Linked DNA regions of Mus musculus: all the other regions are linked to region 2. Evidence: chromatin contacts called from public Hi-C and promoter capture Hi-C data. All regions are on one chromosome and are shown on one strand. Each heading gives the region's core, a stretch centred on a gene start, on an enhancer-like site or on the middle of the called end of the contact. The rest is flanking DNA. Distances are from core to core; before and after follow the strand shown. Region 1 overlaps Gm34439 (a long non-coding RNA gene). Region 2 has its middle 24 kb from the start of Gm52069. Region 3 holds the start of Arl10 (ADP-ribosylation factor-like 10).

The links. Promoter capture Hi-C pulls out the DNA fragments that hold promoters and counts their contacts. Hi-C and Micro-C count contacts between places; a contact is called where the count stands out from the background.
Region 1: a Hi-C map of cortical neurons shows a contact between it and region 2, with 5 times the contacts expected there. The contact joins two enhancer-like sites. A contact is called at or near these places in 1 of 15 datasets of contacts at CTCF or cohesin (stem cell-derived epiblast-like cells), 12 of 484 Hi-C or Micro-C datasets (the C10 cell line, the HPC-7 cell line, cortical neurons and 7 more), 3 of 115 datasets of contacts at active chromatin or transcription factors (the NIH/3T3 cell line, embryonic fibroblasts and embryonic stem cells) and 1 of 9 other capture datasets (embryonic stem cells).
Region 3: a promoter capture Hi-C map of pre-B cells shows a contact between it and region 2. The contact joins the promoter of Arl10 here to the enhancer-like site in region 2. A contact is called at or near these places in 11 of 39 promoter capture datasets (the 3T3-L1 cell line, 3T3-L1-derived adipocytes, the C10 cell line and 6 more), 3 of 15 datasets of contacts at CTCF or cohesin (the NIH/3T3 cell line, large pre-B cells and pro-B cells), 5 of 484 Hi-C or Micro-C datasets (cortical neurons, embryonic fibroblasts, forebrain and 2 more), 13 of 115 datasets of contacts at active chromatin or transcription factors (the 230-238 cell line, astrocytes, embryonic forebrain and 9 more) and 2 of 9 other capture datasets (adipose tissue and pancreatic islet).

What each region holds. Positions count from the first base shown.
Region 1 is chr13:53,776,104-53,779,615 of GRCm38.p6, forward strand. All of the region lies in intron 1 of Gm34439 (a long non-coding RNA gene), which reads right to left. Among named protein-coding and RNA genes, the nearest start is that of Gm34439, 9.9 kb to the right of the region's middle. Within about 2 kb of position 1,663, at least 12 of the 459 cell types and tissues checked have an H3K27ac peak or open chromatin away from gene starts, as enhancers often do. A contact at or near this core is called in cortical neurons, where this site is marked.
Region 2 is chr13:54,113,012-54,116,248 of GRCm38.p6, forward strand. No RefSeq gene overlaps it. Among named protein-coding and RNA genes, the nearest start is that of Gm52069, 24 kb to the left of the region's middle. Within about 2 kb of position 1,555, at least 19 of the 459 cell types and tissues checked have an H3K27ac peak or open chromatin away from gene starts, as enhancers often do. A contact at or near this core is called in cortical neurons and hippocampal neurons, where this site is marked.
Region 3 is chr13:54,573,451-54,576,619 of GRCm38.p6, forward strand. Arl10 (ADP-ribosylation factor-like 10) reads left to right here and starts at 1,597. Exons shown (of 4, transcript NM_019968.3): 1 at 1,597-1,827; 2 at 2,300-2,498. The coding sequence starts at 1,645.

The sequences.
Region 1 (3,512 bases), core at 413-2,912, 340 kb before region 2:
CTTGGCTATCGTACCTCTGGGAAACCGGGATCACATCAGCGTTCTCTGTCCTGTGAGGCTCCTCCACCCCCAACTGTGTCCTTTCTGGAGGCTGCACTGACAGACTAAGACAGCTAGTGTCCTCGTTGTGGGCAGCTTTCCCTCCGGTGGAGCACAGCTCTGGGCTCTGTCAGGCTCTCTGCACTTGTCTGAGTGGGGACAGAGTCACAGCACAAAGAGTTTTAATCTGCCACCATCTTCACAAGCATTGTCCTCCTCCCAGTCTATAAAGTTGATGTAGTTGACAGCTGGGGGATTTGATGTCCGAGGGTGGAGCATCGCTGTTCTGCCTTCTACTGATCGCTGGCTTTGAACTTAGGAAACATGTAAGTAAGACTTCAGGTTTTCTGACTCCACTCTGGCTCTCCAGCCCGAGACAATGGTTGACTCATTCAGAGCCGCCAGCCTGATGTCAGGTAGCACAGCCTCCAGGGCACAAGCGGAACCTTTTGCTGAGTGCAGAGACATGTGTAACCGCATTAGTGTCTGCCTTGAAATATCCTTTCTGACATGCTGCCAAGAACCCTCGCTGCCAGGGATTCTGTGGCGAGCAGACTTCGGAAGGCAAGGAGCTGGTACCTCTTTTCTTTTACCTAAAACGTAGCTCACTGCATGAATGTTGTTTTTTATAATCACTTCTTTAGTTTTGAGAATTTCGTACATGAGTACTGTATTCATACCATTTCCACCTCTCCTGGCCCTAACACTTCCACATTCTTCTTCATCTCACCTTGAGTTCATGACCTCTTCCTCTTTATTATTGTTACATCTGTGTGCACATATGTATTTTTGCATATATATATATATATAGTATGAGTCCAGAAGGAGCTGGCTGTATTATGTCTGGGAAGGCAACATTGCGGTCTAAGCAGTGGGGTTGGACCTTGTATTCAGTACTTCCTCGGTCCTCAGTGCTGTAGCAAAATTCCTGACTGAGAAGCAAACGAAGGCAACAAGGGGCTGCTTGCTTGCTTCGAATTTTCTGCAGTCCTTCATGGGAGGAAAGGCATGGCTACAGTATCAGGAAAGAACCGGTCACATGGCATCCACAGCCGGTAAACAGAGAACAATAGATTGTTGGTGTTTCAGCTTGCTCTTAGGCCTTTGCTCAGGCTGGGACCCAGCCTGCTCAGGTTGTATCTTTCTGACTCAACCCAATCCAGAAGGCTCCTCACAGACATGCCCGGGCATTTGTTTCCAGAGTGGCTGTAAACCCCCATCAAACTGGCAATAGAGATCCACCATTACGGATCTCAAGGCGTAACCAGGCGGCTTCTAGGTTGACTGCCGAGGATCTGACTTGGGGTCAGTAGTGCCCTTGATCAAGAGGAACAGCCAGAAAAGGTGCAGGTTTTTGAAAGATTACTGTTTCAAAAAAGAGCTCCCAAAAGGCCATCCTGAGCTGGGAGGAGAGCTCAGAAGCAGGCCTGTTCCGTGGACAGATGCACTGGAGAGAGGGTTTGGAGCACACAGACTTCCGCCAGGCAAGGTCTACAGAGAGTGGAGGTCTAGAGGGTGTGGGCATCTGAAGCTCACCCCCCTTCTAGCACATCTGCCAGTTCCTACTGTGCACAGCTCCCTGCCTAGGCTGCAGCTGACAGTGTGAAGTTGCTGAACACAGAGATGGGAAGGGAAGCATTGCACACACACAGCTGTTCTTACTATTGTACCAAGCCTGCTGCAGACAGAGCAACAGTTACAGCCTTTAAATGTGCTGAAAAAAATTTTTTTTGGGATCCTCTCTCTGTGACCCTTTAAAGTGAATTTTACCCATCTTAGGTGCATTAAGTATGCTGCGTTAACCAAATGCAATATTAATGGACAGATAGAGACCTCGTGCTTCTAGAATAAAGATATAGATAGCCATTTACTTCCTATTCAGTCGCCCTCAGGACCCACTGCTCTACCTGAGGCAAGGATGCCAGCCACGATTCACAGAGGGCACTTCTCTACCAGCTGGGCTCCCTGCCATCTGGAGCTACAGCTTTCTGGGTGACATTGGCCTGGTTTCCAGTTCTGCCACATATTCCCCAACATGGGAAATTACTTCTTGTTTTCTCATCGCCTAAGAAAAAGCGGAGACAATTGTAGCAACTCTAAAATCAGAGATAATTGTTGCCATTTCTAAAATCATAGCAACTGGGTGTTTCTATCTCTGAGCAAACCTTGTCAACCCTGCAAGGGCTTGTCATCCTCACTCTATCACCCTCCTGTCTTCTTTGCTGTTCTCTTCTCTCCAGAATTAGGCTTCCATCACCCACTCAGCTTCCAGGTGTCATCCCTAAGAAGATGAAATGGGGATCGGTGGGGATGCGGAGACGTTGGGCGAGGAAGCAAACAGATGGGCAATGACTCAGGACAGGTGACGTTCAGGAGGAAGTAGCTGGACCAGGAATGGAGAAGGCAGGCGGTGGATGTGATAGCCCGGGTTCTTCAATTCATAATGGCATTAAGTGGGATGAAGGACTTGAGAGTTACATAGAATTGAGACCAGAAACATCCCCACGCCCTGTAGCCTTAAGCATGATGCTTTCCTGTTTTGAAGCATGGCTTTCTGCTGAAACTGAATGAATAGTCATGAGCGCTGTAAAGATATTGGTCAGTAATGAACTATGTATATGGTGGCCGTTTCTATGGCAACACTAATGTAAACAAATCTAGTGAGCAACCAATTGTAAATACACCAAGCACAATTATAGACAGTACATGATACTTAGCACCGAGGGACAGGGTCACTAGTTCATGTACTGATTATATTTTCTATTGCTGTCTTAGAGTGTTATTTTTTAAATTCCTTTCACTTATTAAAAAACAAAGTTTATAGTCAAATGATATAAGAGCAGTGGCTTCACACCTCTGTTGTTTTCAATGACTTTCGATTATACCATTTTCTCTCCTGCTTGGCTTGGTCATAAGTGGTTTAGTTCACCACTGACCCAGGAGCGCCAGGCTTTGCCCACATAACAGACTGCACAGTTTACATGGGTAGCTTGCTAGGCCTAAGTGCTGTCATAGTTCCACGGTAAAGCCCCTAATGATGGCTTCCTGAGGATGGCTTTCCACTGCTAAGCAATGCACGGCTGTGTCATACTGTGGTGCTCTGGGGAAGAAAGAAAGGCCTGGCCTTCAGGTTTAAGGTACCCTTTGAAGCACAGTGTCTCTTGCCAAACTAAACAATGTTTGTAACAGGACCTGCACAGTAGATGGCGGTAGAGGCCTGGGTCTGGCTACACCAGACAATAATCTGGGTAGATCACCAAGGAGAACTCATTCTGGCTCCCAGGGGGTCTCCTGGTTACACTAGAAAATCTGAAAGATCTTAGCCCCGCAATCAGGAACACATTGTTTAGCATTATATGGAAACTGATATGATTTTTTTAAAATGTCTTTTGGTGTTTGCTTTCCTAATAAACCTCAAGCATTCCCAGCCATCAGAATCATGCCAAACATGGCCCCCCTGGATGCCTGAAGGC
Region 2 (3,237 bases), core at 305-2,804:
CTTCCCTGGGTGGTAACGAGGATTCACATAGCATGTAGCCTGGCTTCCTTCCCTGCGTGGTAATGAGGGTTAACATAGCATAGCATAACATGGCATGGTGCACGCTCAATACTCTGACCTGGAGTTTCACGGCGTTTTGTCTGCGGCCCAACTAGAAAGTGAGAATGCCCAATTGCAGAGTACAAGTCTGACAGTATCTGATGACATTTTATAAAACTTTCATGCCTCCTTGTTAACCACTTTAGTTCTACAAATCAATCCCATGGAAATATGCTCTCTGGCTTCTCCCATGCGAGCCGTGTGAACTGAGTATGTTGGGGAAGCAGGTAAGGGACTGGGGTGGCAGAGAGGTTGGAGGACGTTCCCAGAGGATGGCGAGATATTTCCTAGCAAAAGATAATAGGCATGCACTGTTATAGGAGTAATCAAAGACATTAGAACGCAAGTCCTTTAGTATTTTTTAAAGTCTTGCAAAATAGACATATTGGTACATTTCAGTTGACTGTCACAGTGTGCACTAAGCAGAGAAGAAAGGCTGCCACTGGGCACTAAGACCGACGCTGGCCTGAGGTTTACTTTTTCCCCTCTTTTCTGTTTCTCGAACTCAGGACATGTTCATTGCTATTGAAAAATAATTCTACAGTAGAGCACAATAGTACTTACTTTTGTTCTTAGCACTCAGGAAGCAGAGACCTCTGTAAATCTGAGGTTGAAGAGATAAAGTGTCCTAAAGTAATGAAGACCTAAGTTCAATCCCCAGTGTCTGCATAAAAAAGCTGGGTGCAACAACCGGTGATCACTTGTAACCCAGAACTGGAGAGACACAGACCAGCAGATCTCTTGGGGCTCACTGGCAGGCAGCCTGGCCTAGCCTCAGGCCAATGAGAGACTCCTATCTCACATCTCCTTGTCAGGCCTGCGCCAGGGTTTGCAATCCCAGCTCCGGACCAGAGAGGAACGGCAGTACTGTGAAGTGACACCAGAGAGCAGCATTGCCTGCAAGATCTCAAGGCTGATGCTAGATGCTTCCAGGAGCTGCCTGCTGGTGGCAAGAGGCTGCAGGCTAGTCCCAAGCTTAAGCAGGTGGTCCTAAAGGCTTGGAAGAAAGACACAATTCCCCCAGCAGTAGCTATTGCTGTTGTTGGAGTCCGTGGGCAGGATGGAATCCTCCCCATGTGCATTTCTTTGGGGTACATTGTAAAAGGGGGTCTTCAGCGAAAGTAAGAGAAAGGCATGGTCACACCCCAGACTAAGGTGGGCAGGGCTCTGCCCTTGACCTCTGTGCCACCAGAGCTGATGGTATTCCAGGAGCTCAGAGAATGAGCATTGAACTTTTTGTGAAAGGGGACAGAGTGGGAGTGCCCCCAGCAAGCCTTTTGAGCCATCCCCAATGGGCGCGGAGATCACCAGGAAGGGAAACTATGCCAAGACCTAGAGATCAGAGCAGCATGCAGCAGCTTAGGAAAAAGCCCACGAATCCCGGTCCTGGGAGCTCTGAGCACCTGAGACGGCACGGCTTCAGCCTCAACCCTGGGCTTCCTTCACAGCCTGGCGCTGCCACTGCTTCGGTGAGCCTCTTCTCAGAGCCTATCTCCTCATCTTTAATATGGGCCAATCTGTTCCACTGAGCAGTCTGAACATTAATATTCCCAGGGAACCCTGGGCCAGTGGCCTGTTTGTGTCCCCCAATCCCTTGGCCTTTTCCTCTATAATAACATCTAAATGGAAAAGCTCCCACGCTGCTTCCAGGAGCTTCGTTTGGGTGGTCCCGGAAAGCCATCCTGCTGCCTTCAGGGCCAGGAGCGTAGATCCAACAGGGCTGACAGCAGTCACCAGCCAGGCTCTGTTCTCATCCCTTTTTCTAGTAGACTGTGCGCTACTCTGATAATGAAAATGCTGACTACAGAAGCAGTGGCTCTGACAAAGATGGTAATATGAGAGAACAGCCTTTTAAAACTAAAAATAGAGAGGAAAATACCGGTTCTATTGAAATAAGAACGGGCCCAACCCCGTGGTACGGACTCTGAATAACAATTTCAGATGAGGAAGGAAGGGCTGGGAATCCACTTTCAGAGAGGAGCCATGTGGGGTGAGGAAGGGTGAGAAGCTTTAAGGGGACTGTGGGGGTGAGGACAGAGAAAGTGGAACAGGCCAGGAGACATCAAAGAAGGTGGTGGTGGTGCTGGTGGTGGGAGCTGGTAGTGGTCGTAATGGAGGAGGAGGGAAAGGAGAAGGAGGAGGAGGAGGGCAGAGAGGAGGACAGAGAGGTGGAGGGAGGAGGATAGAGTGGAGGAGGAGAAAGATGGAGAAGAGAAGGGGAGAAGGATGAAGAGGAGAAGGGGAGGAGGAAGGAGAGGTGGAGGAGGAGGAGGACAGAGAGGAGGATGGAGAAGAGGAGGAGAAGGAGGTGATGAGGAGGAAGAGGAGGAGGGAGAGGGAAATGAAGCCCCTACGTGAAGTAGGGTTGCTACAGAGGAAAAGGCAGTGTGCTGTGAACTTAGCGTGAGAAACAAAGGAATCTCCACGTGCTTAGAGTCTCCCAGCAAAATCTGGAGGAGGCAGGTCCAATTCCATCCATCTGAGAACAGAGCCAGAGGTTGGGGAGGTGTGATCTGGAGGGACAAGGACAGAGACTGACAGCAATGGGACATCACTGAAAGTTGACTGAGCATTAGAGCACTCGCTGTTTGAGTATGTAGACAGCACGCATTTTTAATCCCAAGTTTCATTCCAAGTTCATTTGAGAGGGAATTAAAGGGGTCGTGTCCATTAAAGGGGTCTTGTCCTCCGGTCCCTTCCAAACCTCTCTCAGTGAGAGCTTAGGCTGGGGACTGGAATTTTTAAGCACTGGGAGCCTATTTTAAGATGCATCTCTGGCTGAGAACTTCTAGTAACAGGAACGTACCAGAAATCGTTCCGTGGTTCTGGCAATGCTAGGAAGCAGATTAAGGCCCACACAGTTGCACTCTGTCCAGCACAGTGCAGAGCTTACTAACATGTGTTCTCTCTCATGTAGTTCTCGCCCATCAATGAGCCCCATTGTGCAGAAATTCAGCTTATTCCTCCCTAGAGAACACTTCATTTCATCCCTCATGAGCCCTGTGAATGACTTTAGAAATGGCCACCTCGCAGGTGGGGGAATCACAACAAGTAAAAGACCCACCAGCCACCATGACACAGAGAGAGCTCTGAGCAGAGTACCCTGCCCACCACACTGGTGCCTGCCACAGTCACCTC
Region 3 (3,169 bases), core at 347-2,846, 460 kb after region 2:
GGGGAAGGGGAAAGGGAAGGGAAGAAGAAAGGGAAGGTGAAGGGAAGGGGAAAGGGAAGGGATTGGGAAAGGGAAGGGAAAGGGAAGGGAAAGGGAAGGGGAAGGGAAGGGAAGGGGAAGGGGAAGGGGAAAAGGGAAGGGAAAGGGAAGGGAGATCTCTCTCCTGCTCTGCAAATAGTAATTTCTGAATCAATGGTTCTCAACCCACAATCACAAGCTTTTACATTGCAATTCACAACGGTAGCAAAATTAGAGTTACCAAGTAGCAAGCAAAGAAAATCTTATGGTTGGGGTCACCACAACATGAGGAACTATATTAAAGAGTCACCATGAGGTTGAGTGCCACTGAGAGTAAAACCTTTCAGAGTGCTCTATTCTGCTACCTCCAGACTTCTATCAAATAAGCAAAATGAACCTCCCCCAAAGAGGTGTTGCTATTGAGATTTTTTTTTTATAGAGGTATTTTGCCTGCTTGTATATCTGGGCACTGTGGGCATGAGTGTGCATGGTGTTTGCAGAAGCCAGATAAGATCTGCAGTTACAGAAGGTTGGGAGCAGCTGTGTGAGTTCTCGGAGTAGAACTCATCAGGTCCTCTGAAAGAGCAACCAGTGCTCTGAACCAGTGTCATCTCTACAACTCCGATAGAGGTATTTTTTAAAACTAAGAAACAAAGCCGGGCGTGGTGGCACACGTCTTTAATCCCCAGCACTTGGGAGGCAGAGGCAGGCGAATTTCTGAGTTCAAGGCCAGCCTGGTCTACAGAGTGAGTTCCAGGACAGCCAGGGCTACACAAAGAAACCCTGTCTCGAAAAACCAAAAACCAAACCAAAACAAAAAACCCTAAGAAACAAGAAGTCAAGACAGAAGGGGAAGCAGCATAGATATGTAGCCAAAAGTAAGGGGGCCCAAAAAGAACAGAGGTTAGGGCACAGAGAAACTGGCTAAGGAGTGTGTAGTGTGCGTGCTACTTTAAAGAGGCAGGCATAGCTGGACACTGGGACACTCTCTCCCATTATCCCGCAGACGCAGTGAAGGCCAAAGGACTGCTGTAGCTTGGGGCACCATTTTTTTTCCTGTTTCTCTTCTCTCTGATGCAGTACTTGGAAGCCCTGCAGTCTCTGGGAGTGGCTGACAATGTGATTGCTCTGAACTTTCCTTGCCAGACAGACATTCTTCATTGCTGTGCACAGTAAGCCACCAAAGGTTTGGAGAAACTTCTTCCTTCTGCCATCCCACTGGCGTATGATCCCATATAATTAGTTTCGAGATTTCTCTTTTTTGTGGTCCTGAGAAATACCCAGGTGACATAGATTGGGTTTAAATGCCAAACTAGACTATGGTGCGACCTTGAGCAACTTAATACCTGCTAAGTCTCAGTGTTTCCTTCTCTGAAGGGACTCAACAGGTCCGCACAGCCTCACTTCTACCACACTGGTCAGGGAGTGGAAGATCCATCCTGGACCGAACCCCTACTCGGAAAGCCCATCCCACCCTAGTGCCCCTTCCCCACCGCAATACAAGCGCAGCCTTCGCTGGCAGCGAGCAGTGCATTGTGGGGCTTGTAGTGTGGCGGGGTCCGGCGGGTGGGCGCGGCCACAGCTCCATCTTCCACCGCAGGCTGGTCGGTCTTGCTCCCAGGCCAAATGGCGCCGCGGCCGCTGGGCCCCTTGGTGCTGGCTCTGGGTGGCGCCGCAGCCGTGCTGGGCTCTGTGCTCTTTATCCTCTGGAAAGCTTACTTCGGCCGCGGCCGGGAGCGGCGCTGGGACCGGGGCGAGGCCTGGTGGGGCGCGGACACTGCCCGCCTCCCTCAGTGGGACGAGTGGGAGGTGAGTGCGAGCCGCCGAGGTCAGGGAGGCCTACGCATGCTGTGAGCGCGGAGTGCAAGCGCGAGGGCCCGGGCAGGGCATCGGGCTCGGTAGCCCCGTGGGCGCGGTAGGAGCCAGCCAGGCGACAGTGCAGTAAGCGCAGTGGCGCCGCCCCGGGGATCCCTGGTAGAGCCCTCATTCCCGGTGCCGGATAATCGTGAGATCTTGGGATTGTCTTGGGTTTACTGTTCGTGGAAGCCAAGGATTTATGATGAGAAAGATTGTGCGCGAAATCATGAGGAGTCAAAAAGAAAAGTGAGACTTTTAGTTTAGGACTCAAAAAGCAGCTCCTGCCCTGCAATGTCAGACCACAGGTGCCTGCCCCGGGACGCGTGGATGGCGTGCAGGGGCACCGTGGTGCACTTCGTTGTCCCTAGGGAAGGGAGGGTCAAGAAGGAGGTTGGGGATTGCAGCCTTCGTCTCTGTCCCACAGCCCGAGGACGAGGAAGATGAGCCGGCCTTGGAAGAGCTGGAGCAGCGGGAAGTGTTGGTGCTGGGCTTGGATGGCTCAGGGAAAAGCACGTTCTTGCGCATGCTGGCCGGGAAGCCACCGGTGGAAGGCCACGTCCCTACCTGGGGCTTCAACTCTGTTCGGCTGCCTACCAAGAATTTCGAGGTGGACCTGTTAGAGAGTGAGCAAGAGACACACTCCCCCTTCTCCCTGTCCTCACTGATGCCCCAGGGCCTAGATTATTTGGAGATTATCATACAATGCATTTCTAATCAGGACATTTCCCCTTTATGAAACCCTTCCTGCTTCTCTTCAGGGCACAAGATACAGAACATTCTAACACTTAGGATTTTTCCTTATCCTGTGTATCCAAATGGTCCACCTACCTTTCACCACACATGCCTTACACTGGCAGACTAACAGCTAAGGGTTCATATGCCAGGTATTTGACAAACACTGCTTATAAAATACCCCACACAACTCCACAAAACTGCCATCAGTTAACCTGCCTGTTAGATACATGTACAAACAGGTTTCTGACAAGCTAGATCACGAAAGGTTTCCCCCAGTGTTCCAGTGTTCTGGCTGCCTGAAGAGGGCATCGGATCCCCCTATAGATGGTTGTGAGCCACCATGTGGTTGCTGGGGTTTGAACTCAGGACCTCTGGAAGAGCAGCCAGTGCCCGTAATGGCTTAGCCATCTCTCCAGCCCGGTGTTCTCATGCAGCAGGTCCTCCTGGCCCTCACGAAGGGGACTTGTTTCTTACCTGTTCTTTGCATGCATCTCTCTGCTTGGAACACTTGACAAACTACTACCACTCATTCTGAGCTATAGTGTCTTTTCTTCCATTA